Linked DNA regions of Zea mays: region 1 is linked to region 2. A link is a contact called in public Hi-C data. All regions are on one chromosome and are shown on one strand. Each heading gives the region's core, a stretch centred on a gene start, on an enhancer-like site or on the middle of the called end of the contact. The rest is flanking DNA. Distances are from core to core; before and after follow the strand shown. Region 1 holds the start of LOC100216966. Region 2 has its middle 14 kb from the start of LOC100193886.

The links. A called contact is a pair of places that touch in the nucleus more often than the background predicts.
Region 1: a contact with region 2 is called in a Hi-C map of leaf, with 5 times the contacts expected there. The contact joins the promoter of LOC100216966 here to the enhancer-like site in region 2. A contact is called at or near these places in 3 of 25 Hi-C or Micro-C datasets (all in leaf).

What each region holds. Positions count from the first base shown.
Region 1 is chr3:8,137,805-8,142,384 of Zm-B73-REFERENCE-NAM-5.0, forward strand. LOC100216966 reads left to right here and starts at 1,878. Exons shown (of 7, transcript NM_001366949.1): 1 at 1,878-2,486; 2 at 3,792-3,999; 3 at 4,130-4,194. The coding sequence starts at 1,907.
Region 2 is chr3:7,894,102-7,898,868 of Zm-B73-REFERENCE-NAM-5.0, forward strand. No RefSeq gene overlaps it. Among protein-coding and RNA genes, the nearest start is that of LOC100193886, 14 kb to the left of the region's middle. Within about 2 kb of position 1,655, at least 10 of the 20 cell types and tissues checked have an H3K27ac peak or open chromatin away from gene starts, as enhancers often do. A contact at or near this core is called in leaf, where this site is marked.

The DNA of each region.
Region 1 (4,580 bases), core at 628-3,127, 240 kb after region 2:
ATTTCTCCAACAAATGTGATAATTTTCTAATTGATTATTCTAACACTCCAATATGTTGTTTTATTTGATTCTGCTGCTAATCTACATATTGTTTAATAGATCGAATGTCGTCGGGTTTACTTACGTTGGGGATTTGAAGCGAAGATAGAAGAGATGCGACGTCGATCTCTCCATGTTTGACAAACCTTCTGGTGGCGATCAACCGTGTATTGTGACAAGAATTTCTCCATCGCTTGACACATGTAGTCTTTGTATTGCTTTTGCTCATTGTCCGTTAGGCTTCCAACAGCCGGCTTCATGATATTGTCTGGGAGATATCGGTGTGATCTTTAGAACCGGCCATTTGAGGGCCTGGTTTTTAGTAGATCTAGACACCTGGTCCCAGCGGAGTCGCCAAAAAGTGTGTTGACACTGATCTGGGCGCCAAACACTAGAACGAACCACCTGGCAGTGCTCTCTATGGAGGCGTGGACGGTCCGCGGCACAGGGCCAAACAGCCCATGACCTCGGCGCAGGAGCGGCTCCTTCTCTGTGTACGTTCGAATGGTCCCTGCCTGGGGCTCGAACGGTCCATGATGGCGCCGAGGGTCGTCTTCTTTGAAGCAGACCTAGATCTCGCCTCCTGGGAGAGACCCCGTCGGGGAGGATAGATCCTAGAGTGTGTCTTGCGTTGGCAGGCCACCCAAGACGCCTCTAGCTAGCGCAGAGCCGAAGAGATGTGAAGATTCGATGTGGTGGAAGGCTAAACTAGGTACTCTAAATACATAAGGTAAAAACGACAAGTAGAGTTGATTTGATCAATTGTGGGGGGTCAATCGGCCGTAGTCCTTCATCTATATAAAGGGGAAGGTCTGGACCCGTTACAAGTCAGTTCGCGAGTTAATCCTGCAGATTTAGCTAACAAATCCCGCAAGAAATCCGGAACCCTAACTAATTCTATGCATGCGTGGATGGTCCATGCTACCACCGTGGATCGTCTGGACTGCGCATAGTCTGGCTGTCCAAAAGTGTGCTCAACACCTACAAATCATACATTTTTCTTGCACATTCCATTCCATCTAAATAATGATGACGCACAAGAATCAAAGTCCATAAACCCACTTGTAATCAACAGAAGTGTTTCATGGCTAGCTGCAACAGCTAATATGTGTGACACTTACGTCAGCTAGATGGACCAATCATGCACCGCCATATCGCTTTCACCACATACTATTGCCCACGCCAATGCAATGTCTGCCTCTCGCCTCTGGCGACGCTACGATACGGGTGAGAGCGAGACACTATTGCCCACTCTCGCGAGGCGTTAGAGTCATCGTCGGTCGGCCTCTATCGTCTCCGTTTCTGATCCACTCTTGTTCGACTGTTCGCTTCGAATTAAAGCTATTTATTTAAACTGTTATAGTTATAAAAACACTGTAGTTATATAGTACGCGGTATCGGCGTATCGTCCTCTATTGGCACCCGCCTGGCACGTTGTTCCTCCCGTACGTTGTGTGCTCAGCGAGTTGATTGGACGATCTCCAATTCTGATTGTTTGTTGGACTTGTCCTTCGACACGACGGCACCTCGAGATTCGAGCGCTGCTCCCGTACTACTTACTACTCGAGAGTCGAGACTGCTTTGTTTTTTTTGTTGATGGAAAAGAACCAGAAGGGTAGTACTCGAGAGCACGAATCGCCACGTCCGCCAGAGGATGAGCTTGAGCAGCTCCAACTCCAACGCGTGACAAAACAAACAGAACCGTCACAAAAATAAATAAACCAAACGGGGCCTAAATAAAAAGTCGTCGACAAAAATTTGGCAGCCATAGGCCATAGCCCCCGCTGCCCCCCGGGCGCAGATCTTTTCTGGGCTTCTGGCTCCCCTCTCCCGCCGATCACGCCGCCTCACCTCGCCGGGCGGCGTGATGGCGACTTCCGGGGCCGGCGACCACGGGCAGGGCCAGGGCCAGGGGCACGGCCGCTTCGCGTCGTCCCTGACGGCGCGCTACTCGGACTGGGTGCTGGAGACGCTGGACGAGCTCCCAGGGAGCTTCCTGCTCACGGACCCCGCCCTGCCGGGCCACCCCATCGTGTACGCTTCCCGGGGCCTCGCCGCGCTCACCGGCTACGCGCCGCGCGACGTGCTGGGCCGCAACGCGCGCCTCTTCCAGGGCGCCGCCACCGACCGCGCCACCGTCGCCGGCGTCCGCGAGGCCGTCCGCGCGCACCGCCCGCACCAGGCCGCCATCCTCAACTACCGCCGCGACGGCGCCCCGCACTGGGTCCTCCTCCACCTCGCCCCCCTATTCCACGCCCGCGACGGCACCCTGCTCCACTTCCTCGCCGTCCAGGTGCCCATCGCCCCCGCCGCCGTCGCGCGCGGGGCGACGTGCCACACGACGGGGCATCTGCTAGCCGCGTGCCGTGACGAGGCCAGCAGGGTCGCGGAGGATTTCCCCTGCGCCACCCACGCGGGCAAGGTGTTTGTCGATATGGACAAGAGAGGTAATACTGCTAGTATGCTGCACTAGATAATAACTTACTCATGCTCGATTTTCCCTAGAGTTTCAAGCATTAATTGCATCTGAGTTCAATTAAATCCCTTCCTCGTTCCTAAAGCTGAACGTAGTGCGTTCCAAGCTTGACATTCCTTGGTTGGTTGAATTACCAGTTCAGCTATCGTATATTTATTATAGTTGCACTAATCTCATTTGTGGGCATAAACAGACAAACCGCTGAATAAGTAGGTGTAGACTGTAGTGGCAGATTACTAAGAGAGTCAGATTACTCCCTTGTTCCATCTGGTCTTGGTTCAAAGTCTGTTAATCGTGGCTATACGTTTATATTGCCCTTTTACCCAATGCAAACTATGCATGGTTGCACGCACAAACACATATATGTGATAACTCTTTCCTTGCGCGGTGCTTACATAATGCGTTCAACCCAAAAGAAAAAAAAAACTAATACGTTTTGGGATCAGGACAAACCACATTATGTGATTTCCAGGATGAAGATTCAACAGCGTGCATGTTAGTTACTTGTTCTTAAATGCTGAAGATCAAGAACAAGACAACACAATTATTAATTATTATGGACATTCGTCCTCCAAAGCATTATCTCCATATAGGAATAATGCTTATCAGACTAAGGTCACGAAAGACTTATCCCCATTTAATATATGAATGAGAATGTAAAAGAATGAAGACAATAACTTCATTTTATTAATTCATATATATTTGCCTTTCATAAAACATATATGAATGTTGACAATATTAATGCTACATTGATACTTTCGGCTTGCTCGAAGGTGAAGACGCGAAAGAGAGATTATAATTCAACGTAAATAGTATGGTGTTACTGTTCATCTATTTATAGGCACGAGACACGGTCCGAGTAAAAGTACATTTATACCCTTTATATTCATCTATAAACATAACACGAATCATTAAGGACTGAGTAGTCTTTGTCCCTTTTCGGTCATCATCATAATTGGTCTTCATCATCACATCAAGCCGAAGCTCATCGGCTATAGCTTCATCGTCTATTCTTATCACCTTCGGGCTACATCTTTACCCTTTCATGAGAAAAGGCCTTCATCCCGAAACCGAAGCCCCCTGTAATAATTCATGTCATACTAAAAACATATGGTTAGCCAACACTGCAGTAGTTTACGAGTCTTCATTACTGGCAGTTTGAGCTGGGGTTTATAGTTGACTTAACACTTCAATGTTTTCACTCTTACACACAAGTATCGAACAAAACATAAGTGAACCAAGTTGTGAATATCTTGTTGCTAGTTTGCTGTTGCAGGGCTGGAGACCGAGGAACCACGTGTACCTAGCGATAGTGAGAAAGATATGGCAATAAGTACGGCTAACAGCATTGTCTCTGCGCTGAACAGCTACAGCAAGCTAACTGGTCTAGTGGTCAGCAGGAAGAGATGTGACTCGATTGGCATCCCAGCACTCAGTTCGTCGTTAAAACTCTCTCTCGGTAGAATCAAACAGAGCTTTGTATTGTGAGTTATTTGCATATTTTGTCCATTATTTTGTTGTCTACTTGTCTCGTCTTATTTTTGTGTTGAAAACATTGTATGTCCAATTCATGCGTGCTTCATTATTAAACTGATCATTTTGAACTGATCACAGGACTGACTCCCGCTTGCCTAACATGCCAATTATTTATGCTAGTGATGCTTTTACATCATTAACAGGTAATTGTTTTTGACTGTTAGTACCAGAGTACGCATTCTAGCAGTATGTAATATGTGCAACTTCCAATATATTACTGTTATATTTTCAATATATTGTTTTCACTGTCTCATGTTAATCAAACTGATTGTATATACTTGGTGCATGCATACATAAAACTCATGTGTTTTGGGATTGTCATGTGAAAAAAGAGAGCAATTTTTCACCCACTGCAACAGACAGCATCCTGGCTTTTTTTATTTAGGACAGGGGTATGCGCTACATTTTCAATTTTTTCACAAAAATAAGACAACCTCGAGCATTTTGCTAAGAACAAGACCTTCTCAAGCAGGTTGAGAAAACCTCCAAACCCCTGTCTGCCCAATATAAAGCGACACCATAGTACATG
Region 2 (4,767 bases), core at 405-2,904:
TGCTTTGTCCAAATGAAACTCAGTTCGTGGCAATTGGTAGGAATATATAGAAACGACACAGACAGTCTTCTTGCTCTAATATAATGGATGTCAGCATTCCGCGTCATTGACAGATTTCAGAGATGCTTGCATTGTGTCTTCACGAACGGGGAGAGCAAACGACGTGAGTACAATTTTTTTTCCCTAGGGTCTCTGCAGGCGATAGATAGGCGTTGCCCACGTGCGTTATGCGAGTCTAGAGTCTTGACACAAGGGAGGTCACGGTCACCTGAAAGGATATATACCGTTTGATCACTGCGAGCGCATCACCCTATATAATCTAATTATTCTAAGCTAAAGAAAAAGAATGTGTGGTGTGGAGTTTATTGTACATATTAAATTATTATCATCTATCTTATTTTACGCCTTTCGTTGTTTATTATATTTATAAATAACACCTTTTATCACTATAATCTACCATTTCTACCATTTCAGATGATGTTTTTTTTTGCAAAATATATAGAACAAACAGAGGTGAAATCTGAGATGAATAGTGATGATTTAATATGTATATCATGTACACCAAACTTATTTATGCACCAAATATGTTCTAATTAAGAAACATAAATATATCTGACCACCAGCGAAGCGAAAGCGAGCAGATATTACGACATGCACGTATTTCCATAAATAATTCTTAGAATGTTCTATTCTAACCTTAAGTACTAGTTTGATGACAAGAAAAATTGAATGGATCTATGGACGGATCGATGGGCGATGTCGATGGAGAGCCCAGAGAGCCGGGCATGTATCTTCTCCATCGCCGAGTTAATAACACAACATGAGTCTCGACCGATCGACCCGCAAGCCGTTGTGCACACGCGCGCGCGCGTGCCGACCGATCCAGCCCAACTAGACACCGGCAGCGGGCACCATGCACACGCGCAGCGTGAACGCGACGACCACGGACGCCACGGCCACCACCATCCCCCACTTCTGCGCGCTGCTGGCCACCGCCGCCGCTTTCTCGCCGCCGGGCCTCGCCACGATGGAGAACATGGACAGGCCGAGGCTGGAGAAGAAGCCGAGGACGATGAACGCCATGTCGGCGCCGTACAGCAGGGCCGGCGGGGGCAGCGCGGCGCCCGGCTGCCGCTGCTGGCTGGGGAGGTTGACGAACAGCACGAGCGAGGCGGACGCGGCGAAGAGGCAGACGGTCTGCACGGCCTTGCCCACGCGCTTGGACTCCGCGTCCTGCTGCTGGTCGCTGCCCGGATCCTCCTCGTGGCCCGCCGCCTCGATGTCGATCGAGTGGCCGGCCGCGGTCGGCGTCGTGCCCGGCGGTGCGGCAGCAGGCGCCGCAGCCGCTTCTGGTGCTGTCGTCGGCGGAGGAGGAGGAGGAGCAGAGGCCGCCTCCGTCTGCGTGGACGACCGCCCGCCGAGCTCCGCGTCGTCGTGCTCGCGCAGCAGGCTGGTCCGGTCGTTGAAGGAGCCGGTGAAGCTGAGCACGCGGGTGATGAGGCCGCCGTAGCTGTTGGTGGTGGAAGCGAGGGAGGACGTGAGCTTGTTGAAGAAATCCATGAGTTGCAGTGCAGCTTGCGACACACAAGTCCACTTCACTTCACTGTACCAACAGCTCTACCGCTACCACTCATCAGTTGCCTTGCCACTCATCTATTTATGGAGACCCCGATGCCAGATCACATGCATGCACGGATGGACATGGACATGGAGAGACCGGTTTACCTTCATTTCGTGGTGGTTGGTTTTCTAGATGACTAGAATATATAATATGATGGATGCCGATTTGTTTTAGCCACCATCGTTCATGATTTCTAGCCTGATAGAGAAACTACGAAGGTGGGGCCACCAGCACACGCATTGGACGTCGTTCATCTCCACACAATAGTTCTTTCTGGCAGCGAGCAGCGCTCGGATTGTCCCGTCTCGCTCTCGCGATGCTGCCCTTGGTCAGCTGCCGTGCCGGTGACCGCTGGGCGGCGGCGACTTCACGGGAGGTGGGCGGCGGCACGAGCAGCAGCGAACTCCTTCCTGTTCGCGAATTTCCTTCGCCTTTTAAATTCTACACCAATTCATCCTAATCTGCACTCGTTTGCTAATCTGCACTCGTTTAAAGCACGAACTTTCGTGCGGCACGTGCGAAACGTATAAATCTTAGCTTTAGAGCACAAGTTCCGTGTGTCGTGCACACGTAAATCTATTTTTCTCTCCTACGTCTCGTCTAACCACGAGTGCTTCCTCATCCTCTTTGTCGTCGTATAATAACTCTCAACTTCGTACAATAACTCAGATTCTTTCACACAACCATAGAAGATACCGACCTCCTCCATCTAGAAGCGGCTCGAACTACCGTGACTCTCCAGCGAGGTAAGAACAGCTGAGAGAGAGCAGGAGGTGGAGAAGGCGCCAGCGCCGGTGATGTCTACGTGGCATTCGAGAGAGGGGAGGAGGTGCTCTGAATCCCAAGTTTACTTTTGTATTGATTGTTGGCAAATAATTTGTGAGATGTTAAGGTCGATAATTGTTGAGCTCTATTTTGAGCGGGCGGACGGTCCGACCCTGAGGCCGGACGGTCCGCGGTCCGGATAGTCCGCGCCTGTGAGCCGGACGGTCCGCACGCGCAGAGCAGTTTAGGGTTCCGAGTTTTGTGCTATGTTTGTTGGCTAGATCCGCGGAATTGGCTCGGAATCCAGTCGTGTAAAGGGTCCAGCCCCCCTCCTCTATAAAAAGAGAGGTCTACGGCCGATTTGTAATTATCAATCGAATCAATACAACTTCTATTTCGCATTTTATCTTAGGAGTAGTTCTAGTCTAGTTTAGGTTTAGTCTTCCAATCCCCAAATTCTCCGCCTCTCCTCGACTCTACGTCGATTAGAGGAGTCTAGGTCGGCCTGCCCGAGCCTAGACAACTCCTAGGATCTCTCCTCCCCGACGGGGTCCCTCCCGGGAGCGAGATCCAGGCGTCGCCGGCGATCTTCCGCCGCCCCTGCGCACGCGCGGACCGTCCGGCCCTAGGGCGCGGACCGTCCGGCCGTCAGGCAGGGAACCCGAGCTCCTGCACCAGGTCGCGGACCGTCCAGCCCTGTGCCGCGGGCCGTCCGCGCCTGACCAGAGAGCACCGCCGCCTCGCGCCAGGTCGCGGACCGTCCGGCCCTGGGCCGCGGACCATCCGCGCCTGACCAGAGAGCACCGCCGCTGGTTCTCTTGAGTAATTGACGCCTCCAAAAAGGTGTCAACATACTTTTTGGCGACTCCGCTGGGGACAACAAATATAGACGCATCAAATCGGCCCTCAATGGCCGGTTCAAGGGATAACTCTGATATTTTCCCAAGCAACATCATAGAGCCGACTTGGGACACATTGCCGGCTGACGAGCAGCTCCAGTTCGAGGAGCACAAGGAGCGGATGATCCAGGAGGCGAAAGCAAAGTTCTTGGCCAACTTCAAAGTGGATAGGAACAACAAGGTCGTCCGGCATCGGGCGACGGATCCGGCTTCGCTCCAACCCACGCCAGATATCCCCAATGTAAGTAATACCAACGATCTGCAATCTCTTAGAAATTATGTAGAAGATCAGCGTGAACAAATGCAGAACATCATAGGGGGTATGCAAAGCGACCTTAAGAGACTAGTACATGCATTTGATAAATCTAGTATCGCCAATTTTCCTTCGCACGAGGTGGAATTAGGAGGTAACGCGCGTAACACATCGGCTACAGGTTGTCACGACCAGTCACAACCCCTTTATGGGATGCCGATGGACACGTACCCTGAGCAACCGCAAATCGGCAGCAAATCAGCCGATCTGCACATGCCCGGACCGTCCGCACGTGAGCGCGGACCGTCCGGACCAACAACAGTCGGGCCTATTTTTAATGAGTTACCTAGACATGCACCCGAACCACCACACACAACACAGAATCTAAACTACCCAGTCGGACCGTCCGCGTACAACGACGGACGGTCCACACATAATCACGGACGGTCCGGGCCAATGTCCGGATAGTCCGCACATGACCTTTTTGAGGAGGATTGTTACCTGAATCCTCACCCGTCCCAGCAGCACTTCCCATCGCACTATACAATGCATCAACCCATTAATTCGAGATCTAGAGCCCAGGAAAACTTTCCGGCCCCACCGAGAAGGCCGGAAAGGAACGATCAAACATATGAACCATATAGGGCAAGTGGCAATGCACCACGTAGTTCAAACCAATGGGGGGAAAGACAATATGCTAATATCCAGCCAACCCCACCTATGTTTGATCAGAGAGCCGGTGGTCTCGCACCGGCTGCCATTGATATAGTAAGGGAAGAAATAGCTGGGGCGTTCCGAGATAAGCTCGGAGTAAGCATGGTCCCTGGGGGGCAATCATATCGGAAACCTTATGACAACCAATTTGATCACCACCCATACCCACAGGGAACCAGGATACCCGAATTCGCAAAATTTTCGGGTGATCAAGGAAAGAACACACGTGAACACATAGTCCAATTTTTAGCACAATTAGGAGAGTTGGCCGACACAGAGGCATTTCGCGTACGTTTATTTTCATTATCGCTAACAGGAACCGCGTTTGCATGGTATGCCACTTTACCTCCTAATTCCATTTCATCATGGGGAGATCTAGAACAAAAATTTCATGATCATTTTTTCTCCGGTGACTATGAGTTGGATTTGGTAGATTTAGTGTCGTTGCGACAGACAAAAGATGAATCGGTTAATGATTACATCCGGAGATTCCGAGATACAAGAAACCGATGCTT